Regions from separate parts of the Hordeum vulgare genome. Here region 2 is linked to region 1. A link is a contact called in public Hi-C data. All regions are on one chromosome and are shown on one strand. The core of a region is the stretch at or near the end of the contact, and the rest is flanking DNA. Distances in the headings are between cores, read along the strand shown.

The links. A called contact is a pair of places that touch in the nucleus more often than the background predicts.
Region 2: a Hi-C map of seedling shows a contact between it and region 1, with 3 times the contacts expected there. The contact joins the promoter of LOC123402450 here to the promoter of LOC123402020 in region 1. A contact is called at or near these places in 1 of 6 Hi-C or Micro-C datasets (seedling) and 1 of 1 datasets of contacts at active chromatin or transcription factors (embryo).

What each region holds. Positions count from the first base shown.
Region 1 is chr6H:424,306,016-424,309,724 of MorexV3_pseudomolecules_assembly, reverse strand. LOC123402020 reads left to right here and starts at 1,939. Exons shown (of 1, transcript XM_045095873.1): 1 at 1,939-3,015. The coding sequence starts at 2,356. The coding sequence ends at 2,751.
Region 2 is chr6H:424,602,166-424,605,874 of MorexV3_pseudomolecules_assembly, reverse strand. It overlaps LOC123402450, which reads left to right and starts at 1,698. Exons shown (of 1, transcript XM_045096375.1): 1 at 1,698-2,466. The coding sequence starts at 1,803. The coding sequence ends at 2,189.

The DNA of each region.
Region 1 (3,709 bases), core at 690-3,189:
TTAAAAGCTGCGCCATCACATGCACCTTGTCCGTAGCGTGGACACCTCACGTACTTGGCTGCATGTATTCCGGGCTTTGGACGCAAGCAGACAAGAACAGCCGCTAGCAGAGCTAGCTGCCCGACTCAACCGTGCTTTGCCACAGCGGTCATGGTGTACTACCACGTAGGCCGTAGGAACCTTCATTCAAGCATAGCATATCCCGCAGGCAGCAGAGCGAGTTAACACGATAAGATCGATCCAGCCAATCCGGCCACGACATGTGTACCATATCAGGTATTTAGGCCGCTAAATAACGTTTGGTGCTGCCTACACCTGAGATGCGGCTGGCATGTGGGTCCACGGCGGCCCCACAGCACGCGAAATACAGCGCGGGATCTAGCTTTTGTGTTGTGGCATGTGAAGAAAGCTAGCATCCCCGTCAGCTCCACGGGATTGTTTATCTGTCCGTGTGTTTGTTTATGCAGTGGTTTGGTTTGCACACAAAGAAATGTGGCTGCTACGGCCACGGGCCAATGCATCGGCCCCATGTTACTTCCTCCTCAAAACATGGCATGCAGATGCAACGCACTGTGCACATCCCCAAAGGCCAAAGCTGTCAAGCAAGATAACATAACGTGCCCTCCTGAAGAAACCCAAAAGACTGCGCATTGACAAGTTAGTTAAGTTATTAATCATCAGCAGAGGAAACCAATTAGTAGTACTAGTACTATTAGAATTCGTTTCACACACCGGGATCAACCTCTTGGATGCGTGTCACCGGCTAGCTAGCCAGCTAGTCACCCAACGGCCCCGTTCGTATGGTGTGTGTGTGTGTGTGTATCCTAGTTTGGTGATGCAATTTCGTCGTTTGTACATACACCTGGCGTGCTACGGACAACGGATCTAGTCTAGCCAAGCTGCGGACGGATCGCGTCATGCGTGCGTCCGCTTCGATCATGATTGCTGCGGGGGTTTCCGCGTACGTTACTGTTGCGGTTTGCGGTCAATCATTCATAGATAGAGGTTGGCTCACCGTCCATTCGATCCGCGTCGACGTTGTATATGTACGTAAGGTGATGATTGCGCGGCCTCATCATGGCACGTAGGAATAGGATTCATCAAACTTAACAACCAATGTCAAACTAAATAAATGCATTGATTAACAGACAGGAGCTGATCCCCTCAGAAAAAGAAAAATAACACAAACAGGAGCTGATAACCGCTGTAGGTTCAACTGCGGCCACGTACTTATTGAGGCGTAGGCATATTTTTCCAAGAGAGGCCGATCCGATGCCCGTTGTTAACCACCTGACGGTTATGAGTGGTAGCTAGCCTCAAGTGCGTAGATGTTATATTCAGACCCAGTTCAAGAAAATTCATGTGCATCAACGTCTTTTACGACCGTCCGCTCGGCTGTTCCCTTCACCACAGCCAGGTCACCATACGAGAGGATTCAGTTCCGAACCACCTGAAAGTGAAAGGGACACTAATGGCAATCACCTCAAAGGCAGCGATCAGAGAGCATTGCAAAGCTGAACCACCTGCATTTCAAGACCATGCACTGCTAATTCGCACCTCCAAATTAACACCGTGCTATGCGATCATACATCCCTACACTACATGTGCAGATAGACGCACGTACCACCACATGATCACGATCGAACTTATCCGGATGGCAAGAGGGAACATGGGAGGTCATTGTTGTGGCCAAGGCCAAGGGCAAGTCCGTGTCAAACTGCGCCATCGTAACCAGAACGTACGTACATCCACCGTAGGCTCCACGACCACGGGTGGTCGAGTTGGAGTCTCCATCGCGCTGTGATAACACGTTACTTGCAAGGGCCTCACACACACCCATGGATCGATCGTCCCGATGACCGCGAGCGAGAGGGACAGCCATGTGAGGCACCCGTTTCTCTCTTCAACTGCCATGGCAATATCTCTCGGTCCCATGATTGTTTAGGGTCTTAAAAAAGCCAGAGCATTTGTTTACCATTCCGTAAATCTACTACCAGTAGGGCTAGTGAGGGAGCCAGGCCCCTCCCGGGCGCTGGCCCACCGGTCAGGGACCTGAGCTGGTGTGCTTGGAGACAGTTGGGGCTGCTTGGCTCACCAAAGGGCAAGGCAAGGCAAGGCAACCCCTAACCAGTATATAAGCATGTTAGCATGTCACATTATTCGACAGCCCGCACATTCATTCACTTTGCCATTGCTTCAGCCTTTCTGCTGTAGCTTGCAAGGAACGTCGGAGGAGGAACAAGGACTGAGTGCTACCGCTACTGGTCTACTACTACTGCTGCTACTTGCCCGGCCGGCGGACGGACACCGCGCCAGCGCTTGCGGGTGGCCACCGATCGCATCGCGGCAAGATCGATGGCGACCAGGTGCTTCTTCCCCAGGGACGCGGTGGCCGGGCGGCACCAGTCCAAGGCGGCCGAGGAGGCGCTCGAGCAGCTGCACCACGGGGGGCGCGTCCTGTCCCGGGAGGAGGTGGGCGGCGCGGTGCGCGTCAAGATCGTGGTCAGCAAGCGCGAGCTCAAGAAGATGGTGGCCGCCCTCGGCACCGGCGCCGAGGCGGCGGCGGCGGCGTCTGCGGACCGCCGCAGCCGCCAGCGCGCGGCGGGCGGCGGCGGCGCCACGGACGCCGAGCAGAGGCTGCAGTCGCTCCGGCGGCGCAGCATGCGGAGGGCCGCCGAGGAGACCAGGCGGATGCAGGCGAGCGGGGAGTGGGAGCCCGGCCTTCAGAGCATCCCCGAGGAAGTTTACTGAGTTTATTACTAGCGGTTTAGTAGAGATTGCGCGTCGTCGGTGATGGTTGATCGCTTTACTAATTATAAGGTTGGGTTTTGATCACCTCCTGCTAAAATGCTACCCGTAGATGTATGTGTACAGTGCCCTTGATTTCTTCCTCTTCCCTTAACTACGAGGGTTCAACTTCTGCCGGTTAACCCTCCTCTCCTTCCTCCATCAGTTTGTGCCATTTTTTTTTCATGTGAAATTTTGGAATGAGAAATGAGAGATGATCTGGCCACACACAGTGCATGGGCTGCATTATAATCTCAAATGCTTCTGCTATTTCTTACTCCTCGTTTTTAGATACACTCATTTCCCCCCGCAAAAAAGAAAAAAATACACTTATTTCAGCGACGGTTAATTTCGGACGGAGATTGTACGTGTGGGTAAATTCAGTCACGCAAGTGCCGCCGCTGTCAGGTTAAAACTAGTGAACTGTTGGTTCGTGGCTTGACTGTGCCTACTTTGGCTGCCTTTTTAGCTGTTGTGTTCTTTTGCCTTTCGGTTGGGCGCGGAACATAATCGAAAAGTATTAACGAGTCGTTAGGAGAAGCGGTGCCAAAGATTCCATCGCACATGGCCAGATGTGTGTCACATTAAAGAAACCATCTTCCCTTGTTGTTCCTGCTATCCATTACTCCCTCCGTTCCTAAATATAAATTTTTTAAACGATTTTATTATATGTCTACATACGAAGTAAAATGATTGAATGTACACTCTAAAGTATGTCTATATGCATATGTAGTTCACTAGTGAAATGAAATCTCTATAAAGACTTATATTTAGAAACGGAGGAAGTAGTTGCAGGCGGTTTTGCATTGTTGTGGCTGCTGTAGCCGCTGTGGAGGGTCGTTTTCTCCTCCTTGTTGATGCATTTTTGCCAACAAAATAGAGTAAGCTGCTGCATAACCTCTTCCTTTTTCTGAATTCGCAG
Region 2 (3,709 bases), core at 449-2,948, 300 kb before region 1:
GTTCATGTCAGTGGCATTGGTATGAGACATCCTCCATATTTGCAAAGTTCAGGGGGAGTAATCTCCGAGACTATAACCTATTAACCATCGTCAGATTGCATATATTGTACTCTTTTTCCCTTGATAAGTTTTCCCTAACGGTTTCTCATAAAAGGTTTTTAATGAGATAATATAAACAGAAGTATCTATATATGCCATATCATTTTCTCCTAATACTTTTCCCATTGGGTTTTAAAGGAGTTTTCAATGGCATGTGAAATGCACTCTTTTCCTTTATGAGTTTTCTCTCAAAGTTTCTCATGATGGTTTTTAACGACGCAATATCTTCTCAAAGATCATAACGTATGCTTTCTATTTTCCCTATCGGGGTTTTTAAAGGAAGTACTCAAGACATATTTATTGTTCTCTAAACTCAAAGATGAGTCTTCTCCTTCTACAAAGGTTTTCTTAGATGAGTTATCACGAGACAATAATCATTATATGTTGTATCATTTTCTTCTTATTTTTCTCACTGGGTTTAAAGGAGTTTTAGCAACATATCTACACTATTCTCCTCATATTTTTTCCAGAGGGTTTTTGGAGGAGACTTTAAAGATTATATAAAGATTTCTCAAAATGAAGATGATGAACATTCTCGAAGGCAAACACATACAAAAAGGAGTCTTTATCAACATGATATATATTATAAAGACAAACATTGATTAGGAGGAATCTTAGGAATTAATTAAATACATTAATTAAGGGATAATCCCTGATATGTCGGTTGCTTTAGTTTAGCAACTGCTCCTTGTAACCGCCTTTGTACTGGGGTATATATACCCACATCTTCAATCAATGAGACAGCGATTTTCATGGTTTGCTCTCCCTCTCTTCTTTCACTCTTTACAATTCAGTCCCAAAAATGCAGCAGAAACGAGACACTGCTCCCGCACCAACACGTACACACCTCAGTTAAGAAAAAAAACAGCGTACACATCTCATTCTAATTATATACCGGGTCCACGCGCCGTGCGCAGGCATACGTGACGGTGGAGACGTGCTGCCAAAATGAACAACCTGCCTCTGGTCCCGGCCCCGTCTCTCGGTCGAGTGGTCAGTTCTTACCCGGACACATATGTACGTAGTGACAATTCATCGCAACCACTCCCCGTCGTACGTACATCCGGACGTGCATACCATTTTGCTGTGCCTACCGATATATTCCCTCCCATTCTCCTATCATCGCGAATAATAATCTGCACTGTACGTCTGCTGCGTCCTTCATCTGAAAGTACAGACGCATACATACATACATACAGAAGCACATGATCACATGACTGACATCCAACGAGGCCTCGTCATATACAACTACGATTCAAATATTCAGAGCTATGTTACTGGTGCATCATACAAAGAAAATGTATGACATTTTCTCTTTCTCGCAAAGCTGATGAGTCCAGATCAAACCTGCATGGCAGGGAAAGGCGCTACGAGTGCTAGTCATGAGAAATTCTCCGGTTGCATGTGATGCATGGGCCCTACTACGTGCTGTAACCATAATATTTAAATCATCCGCAACTAACTAATCTCGTTGAAGAAAAAGATTCCACCTAAGCCGTCCCTTTCCGATCTTTACACGGACAGTCGCATATGAGCTGTCTCGCTCGTAAACCTTTGTATATAAAACCCTAGCCTCAGACACGCAGAAATGTGTTATATATCCATTCTCTAGCCACTGTCCATCGGAACAGCGAATACTATTGAGAAACACAATAGCAAGTGAGCAGGAAACGATTGTGGAGGAGCAAGCAAGCATCAGGTCCATGGAGCTGGAGGCTGCCCCGCAGCTCCCGAGGAGGGACGCCAGGAAGCTGGTGAGGTGCCCGAGGCTGCAGCTGGACGCCAAGACGGTCACGGCCGTTGAGCAGTCCACGGGCACGCCCGTCGCCGACGCAGCGGCCACCAGCCCTGGCGGCGCGATGCGTGTCAAGATCTTGCTGAGCAAGCAGCAGCTCAAGCAGGTGGCCGCGGCCGTGGCCGCCGGCGGCGCCTTTGGCCTGCCGCCCGCGCTGGAGCAGCTGGTGAGCGCCATCAAGCGGCAGCACGCGAAGAAGCAGGCGGCGCCGACCAACGCGGCCGCCGCGAGGCGCCCGGGACGCTGGTCGCCGGCGTTGCACAGCATCCCGGAGGATATCTCATATCTAAGCTAGTTAATCCACCTAGCTTCGTGGTATAGTCGGTTTGCATGTATAGCTTCGATGGTCTCTCTCCATTTTTCGCCTCTTCGTCCTTAATTTCTGCGTCGCAACGTTGGGCCAAAGTGAAAGCGCGCCCAACGGATGCGCTAGCGTTGCAACTTTGAGATGTCAGCAATTTTAATCTGACATTTTGGATCCAAATCGTTTCTCTCTGCTCTGCTCAAGATCGATTGATGTAGCATATATTATCTGGACGAATCAATAAAGAGAATGAGCTGGGGAAAATAAACAACGGAGCGTGCGAACCTACGTGTCTCTTTCTTGCCTTGAATCTTGTCCTGCGCCAGGTAGCCACTGCGTGCGTGTCTGTAGGGCAGCGAGCAGGTGGAGCTCTTTGCATGGAAATGCGAGCCAGCCCGGCCCTAAAAGATTCTTGTCCACCGGTACGACAAGATCTACGCGGCCCAATGGGCGCAACAGTGGCAGATGGTACCCGTCACATGCATGCCAGCGTCTAATCGGATTCGCTTCAGTGTTGATAAGGATGAGATCGAGTGAGGTTAATGTACGTCGGGTCCAATAGAACAACAATACAACATCTTGACGCCGATAGTGGCTGCCGGATCAGTGTAATTATCATAGGTGGTACTGGTACAGAGTGGTGCGGTGGTTTTTGTTGTGGGCATACATACATAATACTGTATATGGGTAGAAGTAGAACGACATGAACTTCCGTATCCTCGGTAGCACGCGCGACCCCATCTGAACGTCTGTTTGGTCCGGATTCTGTCCGTTTGAAACGGACGACGGGGTCGTATCCGGGTCTGTCCTGCGACTTGGTGGCCGTACGTCCAAGGCGCGGCCGCATTCTTCGGCTGCATCCTGTCAGGCACGGAGTTTGCACGTCCAAATATCAATTGTCTCTAATAAAAATAGTTTTACAGCCCAATCGAAATTGTCTCGAATAAAATAGTTTTACAACCAAATCGAAATTGTCTTGAATAAAGATAATTAAACAGTACATGTATTGGTTTCCAATGTGATCCCACATGTGCTCAACCAAGTCATTTTGAAACTGCAAATGAGTGTGTCAATCACGGATTTTACGATGTAATAGGGTAAACTGCTCAAACGTGGCTGGTTCCTGGTGCAGCGGCTCAACATTGTTACCTTGAAAATCTAATCCTTGGTCGAAAACGAAGTCATCACGCTCATCCTCGACGATCTTGTTGTGCATGATCACACAAGCAGTCATCATCTTCTAAAACTTCCCTTCATCCCATGTTAATGCAGGGTTTCGAAGAATACCCCATCGGGATTGAAGCACATCAAAAACAAGCTCCACATCCTTTCTAGCACTCTCTTGCATTTGGGAAAATCTCTTTCTCTTCTCTTCTTGGAGGTTTGAGATTGTCTTGACAAAAGTTTACCATTGAGGATATATACCATTGATGATGACGAGATGATGTATATACTGTTGGAAATATGCCCTAGAGGCAATAATAAAATGGTTATTATCATATTTCCTTGTT